Linked DNA regions of Manis pentadactyla: region 1 is linked to region 2. The links are chromatin contacts, called in public Hi-C maps. All regions are on one chromosome and are shown on one strand. The core of a region is the stretch at or near the end of the contact, and the rest is flanking DNA. Distances in the headings are between cores, read along the strand shown. Region 1 holds the start of NPR1 (natriuretic peptide receptor 1). Region 2 holds the start of JTB (jumping translocation breakpoint).

What was found. A called contact is a pair of places that touch in the nucleus more often than the background predicts.
Region 1: a Hi-C map of fibroblasts shows a contact between it and region 2, with 6 times the contacts expected there. The contact joins the promoter of NPR1 here to the promoter of JTB in region 2. A contact is called at or near these places in 3 of 3 Hi-C or Micro-C datasets (blood, fibroblasts and skin fibroblasts).

What each region holds. Positions count from the first base shown.
Region 1 is chr19:11,981,108-11,984,767 of mManPen7.hap1, forward strand. NPR1 (natriuretic peptide receptor 1) reads right to left here and starts at 2,071. Exons shown (of 22, transcript XM_036922232.2): 1 at 576-2,071. The coding sequence starts at 1,290.
Region 2 is chr19:11,743,497-11,747,048 of mManPen7.hap1, forward strand. JTB (jumping translocation breakpoint) reads left to right here and starts at 2,116. Exons shown (of 5, transcript XM_036922261.2): 1 at 2,116-2,515; 2 at 2,673-2,710; 3 at 2,911-2,993; 4 at 3,440-3,519. The coding sequence starts at 2,433.

The DNA of each region.
Region 1 (3,660 bases), core at 821-3,320, 240 kb after region 2:
GGAGCTCCTTGGGTAGGGAATCTGGGCATGCGAGGAAGTTCAGAGACCCTGCATAGATAGCTGCCGGCTGGGTCCAGGCCTGCGGAGCGGAGCCAGGGAGCGTGGGAATAGTGGGGCTGCAGGTGGGGAAGGTGGGGTCTAGAGGGAAGGGAGCGGGGGCGGCAGGAGCTGGGACTGGAAGGGCAGAGGGCCTGTGGGAGCACCAGGAGAAGATGGGGGAGGCAGGGGCTGTTGAGAAGAGACAGAAAACGGGGGAGAAAAACGGGCTGGAATCACCACGGGGAACTACGAGGTGTCAGGGCGGCAGCAGGCATTTTCTCCACCCTGTTGACTGCGGAGGAACTGGTGGGAAAAAGCTGGGGCAGAGGGGGAAGTGAGAAGAGAGGGGAGGGGAGAGAGGGAGGGAGAGACGGAGGGAGACAGAGAAGCTCGGGGGGAAAGAGCCGAGGAGGCTGGGCCGGGAAGGCGGAACCGCGCGGAGCAGGCCGACCGGCCCGGGGAGAGGGGAGTCCCGGAGCCCACGCCGGGCTGAACAGGCCCAGGGCCGGGCGCCGGGGCGGGGGCGCGCCTCTCACCTCGGCCTTTGCGCCGCACGGTGCGCAGCAGCATGGTGTAGTGGTCGTGGTCGCCCTCGGCGAACTCCAGGTGGTCCACCGTGATGTTGAGGCGGTCGCGGACGCGCATGTACAGCCCCTCCACTAAGAAGAAGCAGCGCTGGTCGTCCCCCGGCCGGTAGGCGTAGAGCACGAGCGCCTGGCGCTCCCAGCCCAGCCGTCGGTGCAACGCCGCCACGAAGTCGCCCAGCTTGGCGTGGCTGGGCCCCGCGCGGGTGGTCAGCGCGTACTCGTCCTTGGCTCCGAAGCCCAGCGCCGGCGCGCCCGCGGTCAGCAGCGGCACCCGCCAGTGCGCGGTGAAGCGCCCCACCGGCGCCGCGGCGTACACGCAGCCGGGGCCCAGGAACACCGCGGGGTCGTGCTCCCACTTGAGGTCCACCGCGGCCAGCGGCGCGGCGGTGTCGGAGCACACGCCCAGCGCGTTCTCGCTGCTGCCCAGCACCGTGCGGACTGTCCAGCCGGGCAGCAGGTCGGGCCGCGCCTTCACCCGGGCCAGGGCCAGCTCCACGGCCGGTCCCACGCGCGCCCACGCCCACGGGTACGAGGTGTTGGCCAGCGGCAGAACCACGGCCACCGTCAGGTTGCCCGCGTGGCTGCCCGGGAGCAGCAGTAGCAGCGCAGCCAGAAGCAGGAGCAGGCTCCGGCGAGCGAGTGCGGGGCGCCCGGGGCGCAGCATGGCCTCAGCGGGCCCCGCGGCGGGCGAGCGCTCCCACCGTGGCCTCCTCGGTCCCCTCGGGCTCAGCGGCCAGCCCCGGGCATCGGGCGCGCCCCGTGGGAGGGAGGAGGAGCGGGATGGGGGCGCTCACCCCGGGGCCCGCTGCCCCCACCAGCTGCGACGGGCCGGGCCGGGAGCGCAGGGGCGCGCGGAGGGCGCTGCGGAGCAGGTGGGCGCCAAAGAGGTGCGCCGGGGCGGGGAGGGCCAGGGTGGGAGTGAGAGCGCGCGTGTTAGCGAGAGGCGAGTGTGAGAGGGCGCCCGGGGAGAAGGATGGGAGAGGGCGCGAGGGAGGGAGAGCGGAGTGTGGGTGTTTGCATGCGTGCGCGAGCGCCGTCCCAGGGAGTGTGCCAGAGGGGCGTCCGGCCGGCGCAAGTCTCCGGCTGTCCGGGGGGGACTGCGGAGGACCGGAGCCAAGCTCCGAGCCCTCCCTCCCGGCTGCTCCCCTCCCAGCCCCCGCGACCGGAGAGCCAGTCCTGGATCTTTAACTCTTTCCTCCCCGCCCCGAAGTCGCGGGCATTGGCGCGCCCCGCAGCCCGCGCGCGTCCCCGTAGACCCTCTCACGGCACCTGGGCCGCCCAACGCCTTCCTCCTCAGAGAAGCGGCGCCCGCAGAAGGGGCTCCCTCGCGGGGATGGGAAGGACAGATAGAGATGTACTTGGGAGCAGCCGGGGGCCTCTTGCGCCGCACCTTGTCCCTCCGCTCCTACCTGGTTTGGTCTGGGAAAGAGGGAAAGATGTCCCGGGTTGGAATCGTGGCAGGAAAAGGTGTGTGTGGGGGGTGGTGGGGGTGGCTGGGAGGGGGCTGTGTGTGCCCGGGGGTGCGGCGGGAGGGTGACGGGTTTTTGAAATAAGCGTTAAAGTGAGTGAGCCCAAGGTCCCAGTGACCCAGTCCATCTAGGAGCCACCCTTCTCCCCAAATTCCAGATTTAGCGGATTAGCGGAGACAAAAGATCTAGTGGAAGGACGGAGTTAGCTCTTCAGTTCCCAGATAGTTGTAGGAAGGGGGGAGAAGAGCTAGTGGGTGGCTGGGGGATAAGGGGGAAGAGGTGTGACCTCGGGGACGCTCAAGAAATATGCGCATTTTGTTTAAGGATTGTTGAAAATGGGGTATGTGGTGGCGGTGGGAGATGGTGTTGGAAATGACCAGTGGCGACGTAAACTGGGGAGAGGTTTTGGGGGCACTTGACCGCTGAGTCCTTAAGCTATGGATGGATTCCAACTGCTGTGGAATCAGCTTGCCCTCTAATGGTCATCAGGAGTCATTGCACCGCGCCGCCAATCTCGTCGTGAGCCTAGAGTGGATGGAAGATCAACAAGCTTCTGGTTCAGCAAACATTTCCAGAGGACTTAGTACTCAACTAGATTCTTAGATGCTGACAGCATAAAGATGCCCTCCGGAAACACGTCGGTGCCTTTGAGAGCTCTACTTGGGTCAAGTAGCCATAATGTAAAGTGGTTAAGCACTGCAACAAAGAGATGTATAAATTTATGAGGCTCGAATGAGGACTATTACTTCTGCCTGCATTGGGGCCAGGAAAATGTGCAAAGAGAAGTAACCCAGCAAGAGTAGAAAGATGAGAAGGGTATTCTGTGCAGAAAGAGCAGAATGCTGAAGTATGTTTCCTGTATTTGGAATTTCAGGAGAATTTTGAATATGCTTATGGGCTAGAGCAAAGGACAGCGCATGGACCAACTTCAGATGGCAGGCATGTTTTGTTTGGCATTCATTCTCTGTATGTATCTTTAATTGTCCAGACTTAAAAAGCAGCAGATGGCATAAGAATATTTGGATTTCTGACTTAAAGTCAGAGAGTTGGCAATAGACAGATCCTACATCCCTCCATGATCGGTTGAAACCAAGTATCCATTACCTCCTTGAGATGAGTCTATTTCATCACAGTTCCTACCCACCTGGTTCACTCCTTTGCACTACCTGGGAGGCTGTAGTAGGAGTTTTTTTGTAATCCTGATCTAGGGTGTGATGTGTGTGTCCCTGTAGGAATGACTGAGAAGGAAGAAAGGGCAACAGAGGGCAGATCATGCAAGCTTTTGTGTGATAAGCGTGTCTTATAAGAGGTGCTCCAAAGACTGTAAAGATAGATAAGAGATTGGGAGATTTAAAAAAAGCAGTTTTATTGAGATATAATTGACATACAATAAGCTTGTACATATTTAATGTATATAATTTGATGAGCTTGGACATTTGTACATATGACACATGTGCCTGTGAAGCCATCACCACAATGTCAGAGTAATAAACATATCCATTACCTCCAAAAGTTTTCCTGTGTCCTTTTGTGTATGGCTGTGTATGTTAAGAACACTTAACATG
Region 2 (3,552 bases), core at 866-3,365:
TTCTCTTCATTATGAGGTTTAGAGGATCCTTGGAGGCACAGCACATCCATGAGATTTCAGGACTTTTTGTTTTTATTGATGAATCTTTCTTGGGCCTTCCCAGGGGAGTGACAGCCCTAGCCTCAGGGAAGTAACAGGACCTCATATTGTTTATACACTGATTTCTGCAAAGCATATTTGATCCTACCAGCAACCCCTTTAGGTAGCTGGTGGGCATATTTATCTGCTTTTAGAGATGAGGGAAAAAAGACACAGAAGAGGTCTATTTAGTCATAAATATTTATTGAGCATCTACTAATGTGCCAGGCAGTTGTCAACTTCACATAAGCTTGGTATTTATAAGAAGGACAAGCAAATTTTCACAAAACCAGCTCCTAACTACTGAATAGCAAAGAGGCAAAACGATTGGCTTACAAAAGAACCACCACCGAAAGACTCATGCTTGATACACTGCCCTCTTTCACCCTTACATAGTATTTTTTAAACAGCAAAATCATCTCACAGACTTGATCTTTTCTCAGGATTAACGAGACTGCAGGTTTGGTTTAGACAAAACTACTATTAGAAGTTTTATTCACGAATATGAGTTCAAGGCATTTAAGAAATCCCCAAGCCTGCAGTATGGAAGTGAATTGCACACCATGCAGTCAGCAGCAAAGCCTTTTTCGTGCTGCTGTTTCTGTTGGTAAAAGACAACACTTAGAAAAATATTGGGCAGGGCTGGGAGAAGGACTTGCAAAATAATTCGATGAATGTATTAAAAATCCAAGCTTTGCTGGGGTAATAGCCTTATCTGTAGCTTATGTTTAAGCTCTGTAATTAACTGCCCAGCTGGTTTAATTTGCTTAAGAGGTGAAGACAGACTTGCATTTTGTGAATCCTAGGAAGAAGATTGACTGACATCATCATCACACTCCGGAGCAGATTATTTTAAAATCAGTTTCGGTGTAGAGAACCTATTCAGTTGTTTGGTATGACTATTGAAAGTGAGTTTTTTTGAGATCTCACAGCTTGTCAAGAGACAGCATAGGTCTGGTAAAATGAAAAAAAAAAGAAAAGGAAAGAGATATAGTAGGATGGGGTAAAGATTAACAGAATACTAGAAAATTTCAGCCAAACTTTTATTATAGAAAAAACCCATACCTACTTTTTGTAACATCCAAGTACTGACACACAAACAAGGAACAAATTTAGTCACAAGAAAATCAAAGCTCAGCCCTCACCAGGGTTTTGTGGTTTTTTTCCACCACCAGACATATTCTCAATCCCAAAATAAAGTGGTCGAGCAGTAAAGGCTATGGGGAAGGAAAGTAGCAGTGGGCTTTAGGCTTAGAAAGACTTCTAGCACAGGAAGTATGGGGACAAGTCCTTTGATCTTGAGAGGTCGGGTCCAGAGTATTAACACCCATATTTATCTGGTTTAAGTACCTCCTCAACTAATTACATTAATGATTACTCCATTATGTAGGAGCAAGAGGGAGTTGGAAACAATTGAGACTATTCCAAGGACCAGTTCTGGGGAATGATTTAAATTAACGTGTGGGAAAGTAACCTCATTCATCTGTGCAGAGTGCAGCGGGAGCCCAGAGACAGAGGAAGCCTTCACGTTCTCTGTGGGTCTCGAGGATTCCTGCTCCTATAGGAAGAAAAGTGCAGTTTCACTTCTAACGCGGGACCACCAACCAGCTTGTCCCCTTGACCGCCCGAGGAGGGAAGGATGAGACAGGGAAGGGTGGCCGAACGGTTGATGCTTAAAGGTGAATCCCAGGGTTTTAAGGAGGGAGCAAAGTCTTGGGAGGGAGATGTATTGTTCCTTTTTACGTCTGGTTCCTCACCTAGCCCAGAAGGGGCACACGGAGCAGCGAACAGAGAACCCACACAAGGTTGTCCACCGCCATTTCCTCGGTTCCCACCAAAAACTACCGGAACCAAAATGCAACATTGCGCCGAGCCAATGGGCCGCATCTCGCCGCGCAAACGCAGTGAGATCCGATTCCCAGGGAGCCGCGGGAGAGGCGCCACCAACCCCGAAAGACTACAAAGCCCGTCAGGCGCCGGCGCGGCGCCTCACTGCGACCCGCGGGCCTAGCGGGTGGGATCCGCTGCCGCCCCAGGTTCCTCCGCGGGGCAAGATGGCCGCGCCGGGAGCGGAAGCGCAGCTGAGGGGGTGGTAGGCCCTGCGCCCCTCGGCCTGTGCCCGGGGCTCTGCAGGGCGGAAGAAGGCAACTCCAGGAGTTCCTGGCTTTTCTCGCCGTGGCCATGGGGACGTCCCAGTAGAGCCTGTGCCCCGATTGGCAGCCTCAGCGTTTCGAAGCCCTGACCCGGAGCCTCCCGGAGGTCTGCAGAGTAAGCACCGCCTCTGCGCTTCGACCGAGGCCCGAGGCCAGGCAAGCCCGTCCCTCTGTCCCGGCAGGCGCGACCCTGAGCACTCCATGCCTACGGGCGCGGGGAGGCATGGCCTCCCCCGGGGCCGCCGCCTCTGCTGGTTGCTCTGCGCTGTCACCTTAAAGCTCTGGTAAGGAGCGGCCGAGGGCAGGGCAAAAAGGGGACGGGAGGACGGACTGGTCCCCGCGGGCGGATGAAGGAGACTGTGTTGCTGCTCCACGGAGGTGGGGGGTTTCCTCTTTTCTGGCCTCTGACTTCTGCCCCTTTCCCTCCCTCACCCGCTGCAGCCAAGCGGAGGCTCCCGTGCGGGAGGAGAAGCTGTCAGGTGGGTTATGGTCTGGGAACCCGACACCCCAGAGTTTGGTTTTGTTTGACATCCTCTCAGGTATACCAAGGGCGCAGGTGAAAGGGGCGGCACCACGTTGAATGAGAGCATTCAGCTGTGCTGGCAAGTCCAGTGGGTAGAACTCTGGAAGAAATATTTGCTAAATGAGGCCTCAGGCTGTCCTTTCTCTCCCCTTTTAGTGAGCACCTCAAATTTGCCGTGCTGGCTGGTGGAAGAGTTTGTGGTGGCAGAAGAGTGTGCTCCGTGTTCTAGCTTTCAAACTGTGAGTATCAGTCTCTCCCTTTTTTCTCATTTCTTATCAGCCCCTCAGTCATATTAAGTGTGCGTTCCCATGCAGTCTCAGTAGGTGTCCATATTCGCACTTGTCTTCCCCCTGAAAATATACCCTTTTCTTTCCAAGTTCATGGCAATATTTAGTCAAGAACCTTGTTCTGTTCCTTTTAATCCTGTCCATTTTTAACCCTAACATGAGCTCTGGATCCTGTCCCTGCCTCTCTTAAGACTATTGCCCCTGAGGTGTTCTTCCTAATACATATTTCTGATCATGCAGCCCCCACCCTCACCATCCACACTGGAACTCTTCGTCAGTTCTGTCACCAACCAGCTGTGAGCCATAGCAGTTGGGCATCTGCCTCTTCTAAATGGCAGTCTTTCTGCATTTCCTGCTGTCCCTTCTTAACATGAGTTTTGGTCCTTCTCTCCTGGCAGAAAACCACCCCTGAGTGTGGTTCCACAGGGTATGTGGAGAAAATCACGTGTAGTTCATCTAAGAGGAATGAGTTCAAAAGGCAAGTGCTATTTCTTTTTTTGAAGCCACATAG